Linked DNA regions of Gossypium hirsutum: region 1 is linked to region 2. Evidence: chromatin contacts called from public Hi-C data. All regions are on one chromosome and are shown on one strand. The core of a region is the stretch at or near the end of the contact, and the rest is flanking DNA. Distances in the headings are between cores, read along the strand shown. Region 1 holds the start of LOC107913894 (putative methylesterase 14, chloroplastic). Region 2 holds the start of LOC107913879 (protein SAWADEE HOMEODOMAIN HOMOLOG 1).

The links. Hi-C and Micro-C count contacts between places; a contact is called where the count stands out from the background.
Region 1: a contact with region 2 is called in a Hi-C map of leaf, with 2.4 times the contacts expected there. The contact joins the promoter of LOC107913894 here to the promoter of LOC107913879 in region 2. A contact is called at or near these places in 2 of 34 Hi-C or Micro-C datasets (both in leaf).

The regions. Positions count from the first base shown.
Region 1 is chrD10:7,326,779-7,333,616 of Gossypium_hirsutum_v2.1, forward strand. It overlaps LOC107913894 (putative methylesterase 14, chloroplastic), which reads right to left and starts at 3,714. Exons shown (of 5, transcript XM_016842560.2): 1 at 2,894-3,714; 2 at 2,120-2,359; 3 at 1,896-2,039; 4 at 1,673-1,807; 5 at 655-1,114. The coding sequence starts at 3,139. The coding sequence ends at 842. LOC107913895 (tRNase Z TRZ3, mitochondrial) reads right to left here. Exons shown (of 13, transcript XM_016842561.2): 11 at 6,368-6,838; 12 at 5,724-6,028; 13 at 5,311-5,597. The coding sequence ends at 5,591.
Region 2 is chrD10:7,176,398-7,183,286 of Gossypium_hirsutum_v2.1, forward strand. LOC107913879 (protein SAWADEE HOMEODOMAIN HOMOLOG 1) reads left to right here and starts at 4,003. Exons shown (of 9, transcript XM_016842547.2): 1 at 4,003-4,168; 2 at 4,388-4,473; 3 at 4,546-4,591; 4 at 4,719-4,854; 5 at 5,425-5,485; 6 at 6,023-6,074; 7 at 6,249-6,392; 8 at 6,497-6,616; 9 at 6,761-6,889. The coding sequence starts at 4,118. The coding sequence ends at 6,805. It overlaps LOC107914551 (flavanone 3-dioxygenase 2), which reads left to right and starts at 747. Exons shown (of 3, transcript XM_016843492.2): 1 at 747-1,581; 2 at 1,683-2,043; 3 at 2,428-2,737. The coding sequence starts at 1,025. The coding sequence ends at 2,658.

The sequences.
Region 1 (6,838 bases), core at 2,464-4,963, 150 kb after region 2:
TTTTGATCAGCATCCAGCAGCTCATAATATGAAGAATGATGGGTCTGTTACATAACATGTTCTTGAATAGTCCTTACCTGGTGCTAGATTAATTACCTTATTAGACTGGAAAGAGCATGCATCAGCAAGCAATCGTGTGTGGTCTACATTTGGAAAGAAGTGTGGATCAAAGAATAATGATGATAAATTATCGGTGGTGGTGTTGTTGTATGATCCAAGGTGCTTAGAAGTTTACTTTTGCCATGAACCATGCTGACCTTAGCTATGGGCTGGAGCTGGATCTTCCATAAGTGGATATTTCTTATTTTCATATGTTGTATTATCTTATGTTCTAAAATGCAAGTCTATTTGACAATATTATCAGAAAAAAGTTGATCTCGAAATTGAAAATTCATATTTCGAAAAGCAGAGGATTAGAAATATCAAATTATAGTAATGGCCTAAATTCGTAAATATTGCATAGTACAAGGTCCTTCAATACCTTAATAACTTTTTTGGTACATTTCCTAAACCCCTCCAAGTCTTATGATATTATAGGCTGAAGCATAACCTACAACTTCCAACTTACAGCAACTAAGGTAGTACTTAATTGGTTCTTAATAAAAAAGAAGCCAATGCATTGCTAGAAGAAAATGTAAATTACAAGGATGCAAGTGTATAACAGCTTTTCTCTTTACTGCAAGAAAAAAAATAATTACAGAAAGGTAGTTGTACATACAAGAACGGCATATGACAGTTTAAGAGCCGTACAATGAACCAACAGTTGTGTTCTGTGAGACAAATAGAAATAAAGGTTAAAGAATATGGTCCCTTTTCTTTTCTCTTCTTTATTGAAATTAAGCTAAGGAATCTGAACAATTTCTACTAAAATTTTGTGAAGCGACTGAGGCTTTGAGAAGAATGGGCAGTGATCACTCCCTTTAATCTTGTAAACTCCTTCTGGTGGGTTCTCTCTTACTAGTTTCTCTTGCACATCCGGTGAAAGAGCTCGGTCATCCAATGTCTGAATGTAGAACCGCTGTCCGCTTCCGTACTTCTCGGGGGACAGTGACAGTTTCTCCATTATAGGACCCAGTGGAGTAGGTCTCATGGTAACCATGGCCAAAGCTACATCCTGGAATAGAAACCAAATATCATGTTAGAATAATATGATTCTATAAATGCACACAACATTTAGACTCGAGCATGGTATTAACATGTTAAAATGCAATATAATATTCACCAATAACCAACACGAATCATCAGAAACTACGGTATCTTGAGTTTTGACATACATCATATTCGTAGCCTCTTGTTCAAAAAGTCTAATGATATAACTCCTTTCATGTTACGTTGTCCATGCAAACGATTGCAGCACTTGATTTCATTAACCATAATGCAAGACTACACCAAATAACAGAAGTGACGTATACAACATTGATTGGCCCAAAAATGGCCATAATATGCATACTTCATAGCTAAAGCTTCAAACATTTAATTTTATGGTGCTCTTATTTCCAATACAACTTCGATCACTGTTGTTCTGTTGCCACAAATGAATAAACAGGACAATAAATCCTAAACATCTAGCTTACAGAATGGTGGAGATCCTGTAAAGGGAAAAAAAATGGATATTCAAAATTTACGAGGTTCACTGATATGATGTTCTTGACCTGTAAGGCTGTAAAAGTACCTTTGTTGGCGATTGGTTGAAATATAACCCTTTCATTAGCTGTTTCTCGAACATGAACCCTGTAGGTGGCTCATCTTTTCCGTTTCCATAAATCAAAAACTCTGACTCTTGCATGAAACGTTCAGCAGAACCAAGCTGCAACAAAATGAAGAGTTGAAGTAACATAGACTTAATGTAATTACTTGATGTACAAGAAACGGCAACAAGGCATCGATAAAAATACCTCTTCTGCAAACACATCGAAAGGTCTCTGACCATTAGACACCATTGTAGCACAAAGGAAGATTGCTTTGGAGATCTTTTCTGGGAAATTTTCCAATGCATAAGAAAGGCAAGCACCTCCACTGCTATGACCCACCAAAATAACCTTCATATAGTTCATGAAATCAAAATTATTAACATAACAGATGAATAAAATGCATGAGAATATCAAATATGCTCACTTACCTTCTCGTCTTCGGGAAGGGCCTCTAGATATTGAATCAATGGTTTTGAATATTCAGCTAATGTAGTGACAGTGTTTGTATCTGTCAGATCAATACCGGAACCGGTCAGATCCATCGCAGTAGGTAAAAGACCCACTTCCTCCAACTGAGCAATTGTTTTATACCAACACCATGCTCCAAACCCTTCTCCATGTATCAGAACAACTCTTCTAAACTTGATATTTTCAAGAGATTCCACCACCTGCAAATAACATGAAAATAGTATCACAAATCACTTAGCTTTCATTAAGTTTATCACTGACCTTTTTCACAAGCTTTCAAGGAGAGCATGTTCCACAAATAGAAATAAAGAATGGTTTCCAGATTGCCTTTAAATTGACCATAACAAAAGACCTCTTTTTTAAACTTTGAATTTGGATTAAAATAAAATAAAGCAGAAAAAAAAAGAAGAAGCTATCTTTATCTTCTCAAACTAAATTGTATTAGAGACTTGGAATCTACTTTGAAGATATAAAGCTCAAAGCACAGTGAATCGGTTAAATATTTTCCCTTTTTCAATGAAAAAGCAAAAGAAGTGGACCATGATTAGCATCTTTTTTTTCTCTCAAAATTTTACTCTTGTTCTACAATCAATCATTAAAACCTCACTTTTTCAGCATAGATCCAGTCAACTAAAACAGTAATTAACACAATGATTAGAGATGAAAAGCTGGAAACACACCAAGTAACTTAATATCGGTATTCAATAATAATTAATAGTAAAAAAAAGAACTACCTTATTTTCATTATTAGCTAATGGATCAGTGTGTCTTCTAGAGCTGGTAGAGCCAATTCTCCTGGACATGGATCCATCAAATCTCTGAGACAATTGGTGCTGATGAAGAGCCATAGACAAAGCTTGTCTATGCAAAAGCTCTTCTTCTGCAGCCATTTTCCTCTGAGACCTTCCCCCAATTCTCCTACTTCTTGATCCATTATTTTCTTTGCTATCCTTCTTTCTCCTGTAAATGATATTACCCATTCTTCACAACACCTCAAAACAAGTTTGTTTTTAACACAACCCAGAAAGCTAAAGGATCATTTCTGCTAGGAAAGTTGAAGAAAGTCAAGAGATTTCCCAGGAAAGATGGGTTTTTTTTCAGTGAGCAAAAATTTGTATACGGCAAAAACCTTTCAGCTTCAAGATTTCATTATTTACATTTAGAATTCGTTGGAAAAAGAGATAAGAAGAAAGAGGAGAAAAATAAAGAGTTAGAAGAAGTAGGTTATAAATGCATATAAAAAAAACATTAAACAAATGTGTTGAGAGCTGCTTAATTCAGATTCAGAGGCAGCCAACTAAAATTAAGTGACATTTATTGTGGCTTGGATACAAATTCTATCAACGGTAAAGACAGAGACTTTGAATGCTTTGCTCTCTTTGTCTACAAAATGAAGAAATGTTATTTATACTGTTTGTTGACCGTTGATTTGGGGTTATTCCAGTTTTACTGCTAAATGGTGTTCAATACAAAATGAAGAAGAGTTTGGTTGGGGTAAGTAGGAGAGACATTTGTCTTATTTTTGGACACCAATGTTGTTGTTTTTATCAATCACCCCCATGGTAGATGATTATTATAATTATTTATGTGGTTTGAGTTGAAGGAGCAGTCACTGTTTTGTCTTGTATTTTATTCATTGATTTTGCGTTCTAACAATATTAATATAAATATACTCTGGTCATCTATTTACTTAAAGTTGAAGGACTAAAATAGTAAAGAGGTTTGTTTAACTTGTGGGGCACGCTTAGCTTTAAGTTCGTGTATGAAAGGAGAGGAAGGTTTAGTATATAGAAGAGTTAATATGTTATTTGGTATTTGAGTTTTTTAAATTTAAATTAGTCTTTGAGTTTGGTTTTAATATTTAATTTGGTACTTAAATTAAACAACTCAATGAATGTTTGACATGTATGCATTGACGAAGCCTAAAATTTTGGGGGTGGGGTAGAATAAAATTATATATTTTTATTATAGTAAAAATATAATTTCATCATTTTAATAGTTTATATTTTTTATGATGTCCAAAGTATAATTTTACCATTACTAATTTAAAATTTTATAAATTATAAAAGGCCTAAATTACATTTACCTAATTAGAACACGCACAAAACACAAAAGAAAAGAAAAACCTCAAATACCAAACTCAACATTAAAATTAAACTTGAGCTATTTAAAATATAATTTGCACAATTTGAAAACAGCCATGTATCATTGTTATCTTCTGATGTGGATTTGATCATCAATGATATCTCTTGAATTTGAATATGTGATATTTTAATATTTAAAAATAAAAATTTAATTGATAAAGCATATCTAATTTTAACAGAAGTTAATTTATAGTGTTATTAATTAGAATTTAATTTTTAAATTAGGCGAGATTAAATGTTTTGGGAAGTCGAATTAAGTTGTCAATTTTTATGAGAGTTAAAATGCAATTTTACCATTTTAATAATCTATATCTTTATAATATTTTAAAAGATTAAATCAAAACCTTGTCAATTTTTATGGGCCCAAATATAATTTTATCATATATTAACTTAAAATTTTATAAATTATGAAGAGCCAAAATTTAAAAATTTCATTTTTAAAAATTTAAAATTAAAGCGAAAAAAGTATTGATTACAGAAAATCTTAACCTACCTTCTCGTAACAAACTTATTTTTTCATTCCCTTTTCAATAAAACCCCCTTCGTACAAGCAATTCCAACAGTGTGGCCTCTTTCTTTAATTAGATTGCTTTGTAGTTGTCCTCTCCTACCCACCAAACTGAGTCTGCTCTTTTTACCCTCTTTTTCTCCATATATGAACTGAAAATTGAAACTATAAATGGGAAATTAGGGGTTTATGACCATCCTTACAATCACCAAAGTGCTGATTCTGATATTTAAACTTCTAAACCATGGATCTAATCTCTTTAAATTTATAGATTTTATTGCTGGTCCTGGTGAGAAAGAGGATTGGGATTCAACAACCAATTTAAATAGTGGAATAAACAGAGCGTTTTCCATATTTTATTTGGTCTAATTTTGTCCAAACGGGTGAAGTTAAATGTACCGCTATTAATTTTATCTGTTTTAGGTCCCTGTCTCAATCCTCAATTAGTTTATGAGCCTAATTTAATGATGATCTTAGAACCAATAATAATATGGTGGTGTTTGACCAAACCATATGGCTATTGTATTTCTATTTAATTATTAGTGTAAGATAGAAACCCCAAGAGAGACAAAAGACAATTCATGATTCATCCATTAGAAGCTTAAACTTTACTCAACTACTCAGATTTTTCAGTGTTGGAATATTACCAATTTGATTATGTAATATTCTCCTTCTATAGTTTCTTCCTTCAGTACTAACCAATCACTAAAAGATCATTGGCACAATCTTTTACACTTGCTACTATTTGTTTCCCAGGCAGCTCCTCTTTGACACCAGGGTTACAAACTGAGATGGACAAGCTTAAAACAATTAAAAACTGGTAGTGGTATGAACAATGTAAGGTCTTCTTAAATTATGAGAGAAATATGGAAATGGTAAAACAATTAATTCATTATATGTCAAGAAGCTTACACCAAAGCATCTAGGATATCATCCGACTCATCAACTGCTACCTCATTTCTGAAAAGCAATTTAAGATATGGAAGAACTTTGGGAAGCACTGGCAAATCTGCTATGTTAATACTCATCATGTCGAAAGCAATGCATGTCTTGTGCATGTGTGTCTCATCAAATACAGGAATTTTCGGGTATCTTTGGCTGAAATGGGTTAGGACGATGCGATAAGCACCAGCGGAGTTCCCCACTTCAATGGCTTCCTTGGTTGTGCTGTGGTTTCTAGCGATGGCCTCATCAACCAAACCATCCTCAAAAGTTGCCTGTAATATGATCAAGTGTAAGCCGGTCAATCAAATTAGCTTTGAGAATGTGACGGTGATGGCTAATGCAAGTACAAAAGAGATCCAGTTTCAAATTAAACTCAAAGCTGAATAACCACTAAAGAACCCTAAATAGTTGGATTATACACCAAATAGACATGGAGAATACGAATGCATCTGAATGCACCAATCAAATATCTTTATGTCATGTCCTCCATGAAAGTATGTTTAAATTTACAAACTTGCATTGTATTATCTAAGGAAGGTGATGGCAGAACTATTAGTTACGATGATGATCAATTAAACATGCTATTAATATCTAATGCAATAAAAACTTGCCTCGTGTATGAGAACTGTTGCTCCACGACATGCATCTACCAGTTCTGGACAGGGCCTAGTGTCACCGGAGTACACAATCTTCCATCCTGGGATCACTTTTCCGACACTGTTGACACGCTCTGCAGCTTCCAAGACAATGCCAAACGCCTGGGGACAGTGCACAACAGGAAAACTAATCAAAGCCTCTAATCCTGCTTCACCTAGCATTTTCTTCAAGCTCTTTAGGAATGGATAAGCTGCAGAATGATCAACTGGACTGCCTGGTTGCCACAAATAGCTCTGCATACGACTACCTTTAGCAAACAGAGTCTGATTAATTTCTTGCATGCTTTCATTTTTGGCATTTGAATGCCTTGGACTTTGTGGAGATGATCCATCATTATTTGATGCACCATCCCTCACGAAAGTATCCCATGAAGCTTTTGTGGTACTCCTACAATCAAGGAACTGCATATCAAGATCTTCAAGTCT
Region 2 (6,889 bases), core at 2,753-5,252:
AGTATTTTTTTTTAAACCTCTTTTCGTTTGAAAGTGGATTTTTATAAATATTACATATATTGTATAATATAAATATAAATTGAGCAGTTATAAGAAAAATATATATTATTAATTAGGTTATTATATATAAGAATTGTTTTTATATTAAAATCCAATAAGTATAAAAAACTTTTATTATGTTTATATTTATTATTTAATATATAAATGGTTTCCTTTTTTTATATTTTTATTATATATAAACTTAATTTTAATTTAATTTAATTTCACCTAAATTTCATGACTATAATAATTAATTTTATTCTCATCAAAAAGAAACTTTAAGGTGAATTTCAAAAGAAATATGTATTGGTTTAGAAGAATTAATATATATTTTGGTACTTGAAATTGACTTTAAAGTTTAAATTAGTACCTAAGGATTTTTTTTATCTAATTAAGTATCTAAACTTGGCCTCAAGGTTCAATTTGAAACTTAAGCTTGACTTTTTTGTTCAAATTAGTACCTAAACTTGACTTCATAGTTCAATTACCGGAAATACTAATTTAGACCAAAAAGTTAAATTTATGTGCCATTTTAGGCCAAGAAGCGAAGCTGAAGTGCCTAATTGGATGAAAAGAAATTTGAGTTATCAAATTGAACCAAGTAGCTAATTGGATAGAAATGTAAAAATTTGAAGCAAGCTGAGCCTATTTAGCCCTTTAGAAAAAGGCATTGGAAGCAAAGCGTGCAATGAGTCACAAATGCGAAAAGGCAAATCTTGTTGTGAAGATGCAAAATAAAAAGAGTTGAGCAGCGGAGGAGAAAAAGCTAACAATGTTTGTGATGATTTTCCAACTGTATGCAATGCCCCCATCACAAGCCATCATTGTGTTTCCACTTCACTTTTTCTTTAACCATGTACCATCAACCAAAATATATTTCTTATTCCAGACACTGACAACTAAACTAAGCTGTTTATCAAAAGAATCAAACAACATTTCTCTTCTTGTGTGATCCTCTGTTATTTATACTTGTTTACATTTTCTCATGGCATTGTCACCTGAATCCATGCCTGAAAAGCCCTTCGATTTCCGTGCACCGCCGCCATCTCCGATCGCTAGTGGCCGCAGGTCCTGCGTCACCAATGAGGATGTTCTCTCTGAATTCCTTGAACATTCTCTACGTGTCCCTGATTTGGTTTTGCCTGACAAGGTGTTCCCTAGGCAGAACTTCATTGAAAACCCACCCAAGATTGATTTCCAGCTGTTGAGTTCCATGGAAAGCGACTCTCTTTCCAAGATTTTTTCCAAGATTTTGGATTCCATAGCAAGAATCGGGTGCTTTCAGTTGGTGAATTATGGAATTGAGGGAGAATGTATACGGTCAGCCCTGGCAGCTGCTGCTGGCATTTTTCAGCTACCACCGGAGAAACGAAGGGCAGTAACAAGGTCACCACCAGAGAAGTTATACGGCTTCGAGGAAGCTCATGGGGAAAAAGAAGAAGAAGGTGAAGGCAAAGTGAGTGAAGAGTTTGTGTGGTGTAGAGGTGCAGGCTTGAAGTTGGAAATGGAGGCGATTTGGCCTGTTGGCTACTCCAATTTCAGGTAACGACAAACAATGCTTGTCTTTTGCTGTTTTATCATTTAGTTTTGGCCGTATTTAATATACAAAATATTTGGGACGTTGTTCTTTTCAACATATTCAGTGAGAAGATGGAGAGTCTACTGTGTGACATTGAGAAAGTGGCTGAGAAAATTCTGATGGCCATCAGGCAAAATTTGCCACCAAAAACAGACTATGAAAATGATATGAAGCAAGGGCAAGGTGGCATTGGGTCTGGATGTTATGTGTACAAGCATAGCCGGAATATGTCAGCTGAGAAATGCAGTGGATCTCTAAGGTATGATGTGATCAGAATGCTAATAAGAGGGTTTGATTATTCACATGCCTTGTGTTTGCATGTGTGTGATGGATCTTCTGAGTTTCATGTGTATTCAAAGAAAGGTTGGGTATCTTTCTGCCCTGATAAAGATGCCTTGGTCATAACAGTTGGGGATCAAACTCAGGTAACTTTTACATACTTTCTAAGATTGCTTTGGCCTTTTATGTGGTTGCTGCTTTTCGTTTTTGCCAATTAACTTCAAACTAAAGGACCGATTAGCTAAACTCAACTGGTTCATGCGGTCACCCAGCGAGTTTGGGTCTTTTGGTAGGTGCTGATGACAAAAAATTATATATTATGTATCTGCTTTATGGGACAACATAATGCTAGATAATGTAACACATTAGCAATGACAGCTATGTGGGTTTGATATCATGATATGGTGGAAACTGAATGGAGGAAATGATGAGCAATCAGTGTGTCATATCTCTGCTCTCCTGTAAATGTAAAAATATGAAATATTAGTCCATACTCATTACTACATAAATTTCTGTTGCTGCTGGTACAGGCATTAAGTGGTGGACAATTCAAGCATGTAATTGGGAGGCCCATCTATAAAGGAGAGGAAGAAGACTGCATTTCAATGGCATTCCTTTACTCTCCTCCAAGCACCACCAACACCACCAAGGTTGATCCACAAAAGGGGAAGAACACTATTTCACTCAGCCAACAGGCTATTGCTGCAATCGTTTTGACACTTGTTTACCATATTTTAGTCTTTGTTTACAACAAATTCTAATGCTGTTAAGAGTCATCATCCATCAAGCAATGAAGAGACTACACATCTTGATAATATATATACTTCAATTTTTGCCACAGATTTTAAATCTTATTTACTTTTAGCCAATGGAAAATGTCCTGGTATGACCTTGCTAAATTGAGATGCGAAGACCTCTCCTTTGGGATGTGCCTAGAAAATAAATGGATGTTAATACGTTAGAGAACAACATGGTAAACCCAAAACAAGCATTCCAAAAAATATTTGAAGGTGGTTGAGTTGCTTTGACCTACATCCACAACTCACCACCCAAACCAAAGTGCCCTTCTCTCAAGGTGTATAGACCGTCTTTTATTGGAACATCCTTATTGATTAACTTGGCCGGTTGAGCCAAGTTACAAGTTATAATATTTTTATTATAGAATAATCTTTTACCTACTTACAAGTCATGGATGTGTACAAATAATTACTAATAAATTTGTTACCATTTGTAAGTTTTACATATGAATTAAACTATAAATCGTCCTCACAAATATTACAACACACTTTCAAAGAAGATAATTGGAAGTAGTGATGCTTTGTGGGATAGTTTGTAAAGAGTGGTCTCAGCTAATTTCTTCTTTACTATTGATGGATGCTTGTTCGTGCCATTTGCTAGGGTTTACTCTATAACTTTCTAAAATTAAGAGCGTCGAAAATATAATTTTTTTTAATTTAATGGTATTCTAAATAAATAGGCTTAATTTGCAAAAAAAAAAAATCTCAATTGAGGGTGGTTGAATCACAATTATGAAATTCAACAAAGTTTATGATTTTTTTTGACAAAAAAAAATAAAAGTGCATCAATAACAAAATAATATTAGTATTAGCAAAATTATATATCAAGAGTCGTCTATCTAATCGTATCTGGTCAGCAACCCTTGAATGAGCTACATGGAACATTTTGGGATCAATGGATAATTCCTTTCATCAATCCGATCAAACTATAAAGAGTAAAATTCGCATCTTTGATATCTATTTAATTTCCACATGCATAACTTTTAAATTCTTGAAATTAAATATCTGTTCCACTTAGTATTGATGTCTCCCTGAATCTCCTTGATAGTTAGAATATAGTCTATCTCAATTACCATATTTACCATATCCTATCTTCACATCCATCTACCGTATTCATCTTTTGTTATTGCTGCCGAAAATGCCAATCCTGAAGACCATCAATGTTCAGCTTGAAAGAAGCAAGAGATGGTGGACTCCATACTTGATTAAAAAATTAAAAAAAGAAAAAATCAATGGAAAAGAATTGGGTTGGGCCAGGTTTGAGTGTCGATACTCGCTGAAAAGATAGCAATAAAATTCAAAACCCCCGACATATTACATAATAATAATAGTAGTAATAAACCTCAAAACAAAACCCAAGTTACTTTTGAAGATTCTGTGTCTGTCGTGTCGACGGCAAAGATTTTTCAGATTTTGGTCAGACATGGTGGACAACGATTCATGGGATTCCCTTTCTGAATTCACCTTAGCTGAGGTAAGTAATTCTCTCTCTTCTGCCTCTTCATTTCCCCTCCTTTTTTCTAACTTCTTGACCACCCTCAATTCCCTCTCTACCTATGCTTAATCTTTCTGTTTTGATCATCACATAAATGGAAACGCCTTCCTCTCTTTGAATTCCCCTTTTGTATTGTACCTCTTGATTTTCTCTCTTTAATCTCCCAAACATCCTCATTTTTTCCCCTCTGATTAAAAGGTTCTGGAAATGGAGAACAAGTACAAGGCAATAGGAGATGAAACGCTTAATGAGGAATTCTGCAACAATCTAGCTACCAGATTCAGGTGATTTTTTCTATTTTATAAATAAAAAGATTATTATTTTTTTCCTTACTTCGGGTTTTTTTGTTCTTACAGTTGCTCTTCAAACCGTCTTGGAAAATCTACTATAACATGGCAACAGGTTTGTTTTATTTCATTGTACCTACGGATTTCATGTTAAGTTCATAATGGCATTCACAAATCTTTTCTCTCTCTCTCTCTCTCTCTCTCTCTCTCTCTCTCTCTCTCTCTCTCTCTTTGTCTTTTAGGTCCAACTTTTTTTCCAAGAAAAACAAATGGAGGTACAAACTCAGCAAGAGTCATCAGCAATGGCCTTAAAGCTATTTGTTGATCTTTCTGGTGAAGATTCAAGCAAACCGCTAGAGGTCATGCAAAAGCGAAAAGGTTTACTTGTTGGCATCATAGTTTACATTGTTTTAGTCTAATTTATCGGTAAATATCTTATGGTTACTAGGGAATTGTTGCTTGATTCATCCTATATGACCTAGCTTTGTCTAGCTTTACTTGCTAGCTGCTACATCAAGATGTCACTTTCATAAAGTTTGAAGTTTTACAAGTGCTAAAAGGAATATTTTAAAACTTGCATAGCGAAAAGCAATGAAATGAATGTCTGATTGTTTAACCATTATCGATTAACCGCTACTTGTCATAAATTAGGCTGATGTTAATGCCCTTCTTTCAAACTCAGTTTAGAAGCAGAGATTACTATCATGATTAGCCTGCATTCTTGACTGAATTATGTCAACCAAACTAGCCGAAGCTACCATTCAAGTTGGTTTTTTTCTAAGGCCAAGCAACCATATATACATATACAATTGAAGCCGATGGTTACAATTATCACTACCATGAATAGCGTAAATTTTAAAAGTAGTGTTTTATCCAACTTGCAAAGTTCTTATATTTTCTGGTTGAAATTGAAACCGTATGGATTTTCTTGTATTCATTTTAATGCAGGTACAGTTGAAGACCTTAAGGAGTTGTCATTTGAAGCCAGATCAGCAAAAGATTATGCATGGTGAGGAAGATTATATTGATGAAGGCATGCAAAAGTCATTCAAATGTTTTTTGTCTAACCTTCAGAGAAGCCATTATAAGCCTACACCTTCGCTATTATATCTTGAAGTAAATTATTGACTCGAAATTTCAGGTTTAGATTGGATTTCGGTATCTAATTTATCAAGAATGCTAAGAGGATGTGCAAAATAGGAAAATAATAAAGCACCCCTTATTAGTCAAGTTGTGTGGAATCATGGACATTTATGGTAAAGATTAATCTCCCAGACGCATAGAAAAGAAACTAAGAAAGCGGGAAATAGTAAAGAAATGAAGTGATATAGCGGCTTGTATTTGTGGACGAGGTGCACTTAGGATCCAATGTGTGATATAGATATTGGATTGGCCTTCCAAATTTTTGGCTGGACATATAGACATTGTAATTCTATTGAATCTTTATTTTAATAGTATGAGGACAAAACCCAAACTATTTTAAGATCTTATGAAGGTCCTTGCGGCTTAAACTAGTGCACGTGACTAATATTTCTTTGGCTTTCAGGTACGATGTTGAAACATTTCTCAACTATAGGGTCCTTTGTAATGGTGAACTTGTAAGATTCTTGTACCGGTTTTGTATTTTATGATATAAAGTAGCAGGCTCCTGTGTCTTACTGTGCTTGTTTTAATGCTTTCCTTTGTTGGTTCCTTTGTTACTGGTTATTGTTAACTATAAAAAAGGAGACTGCAAGTATTTATTAATGCATATGACCTGTTCTATATTGTAGGAAGTACGTGTACGGTTTGCTGGGTTTGATAAAGCAGAGGATGAGTGGGTGAATGTAGAAACTGCGGTGCGTGAACGATCTATTCCTTTAGAACCTTCAGAATGTGGTATGGTTAATATTGGGGACCTTGTGCTGTGCTACCTGGTATTTTCCTTTTACTATCTTATTTGATTAGATGTTAGTAGCCATTTGAATCACTCGGCACTGAAGCAATTTCCAAAATCTATATTCCTCTGTTGATCTATTAGGATAGAGAGTATTATCAACTCTACTGTGATGCGCATGTTGTGGATATTCAAAGGCAGACACATGATGATAAAGGATGTACCTGCGTATTCGTGGTCTGCTATGACCATGACTACTCTGAGGTATATAAACTCGATAACCACACTCTTCTATCTCTTCCCTCTTTGTTTTGGCTTGTGTCCATCCACCTTACATATAGCTGCAACTTGATGTTTTAATCATATTAATGTTGTCACGCATTCATTTATCTTGGTTATACACACCAGGAAAATGTTTCGCTGGAGAGGATATGTCGCAGGCCTATTACTTAAAAGCAGAAGTTGTGCAGAAACAAATTGACGAAATTAACCGTAAACAACTCTTCAATGAGTTGGTGTTTACATTTTTCGCAAACA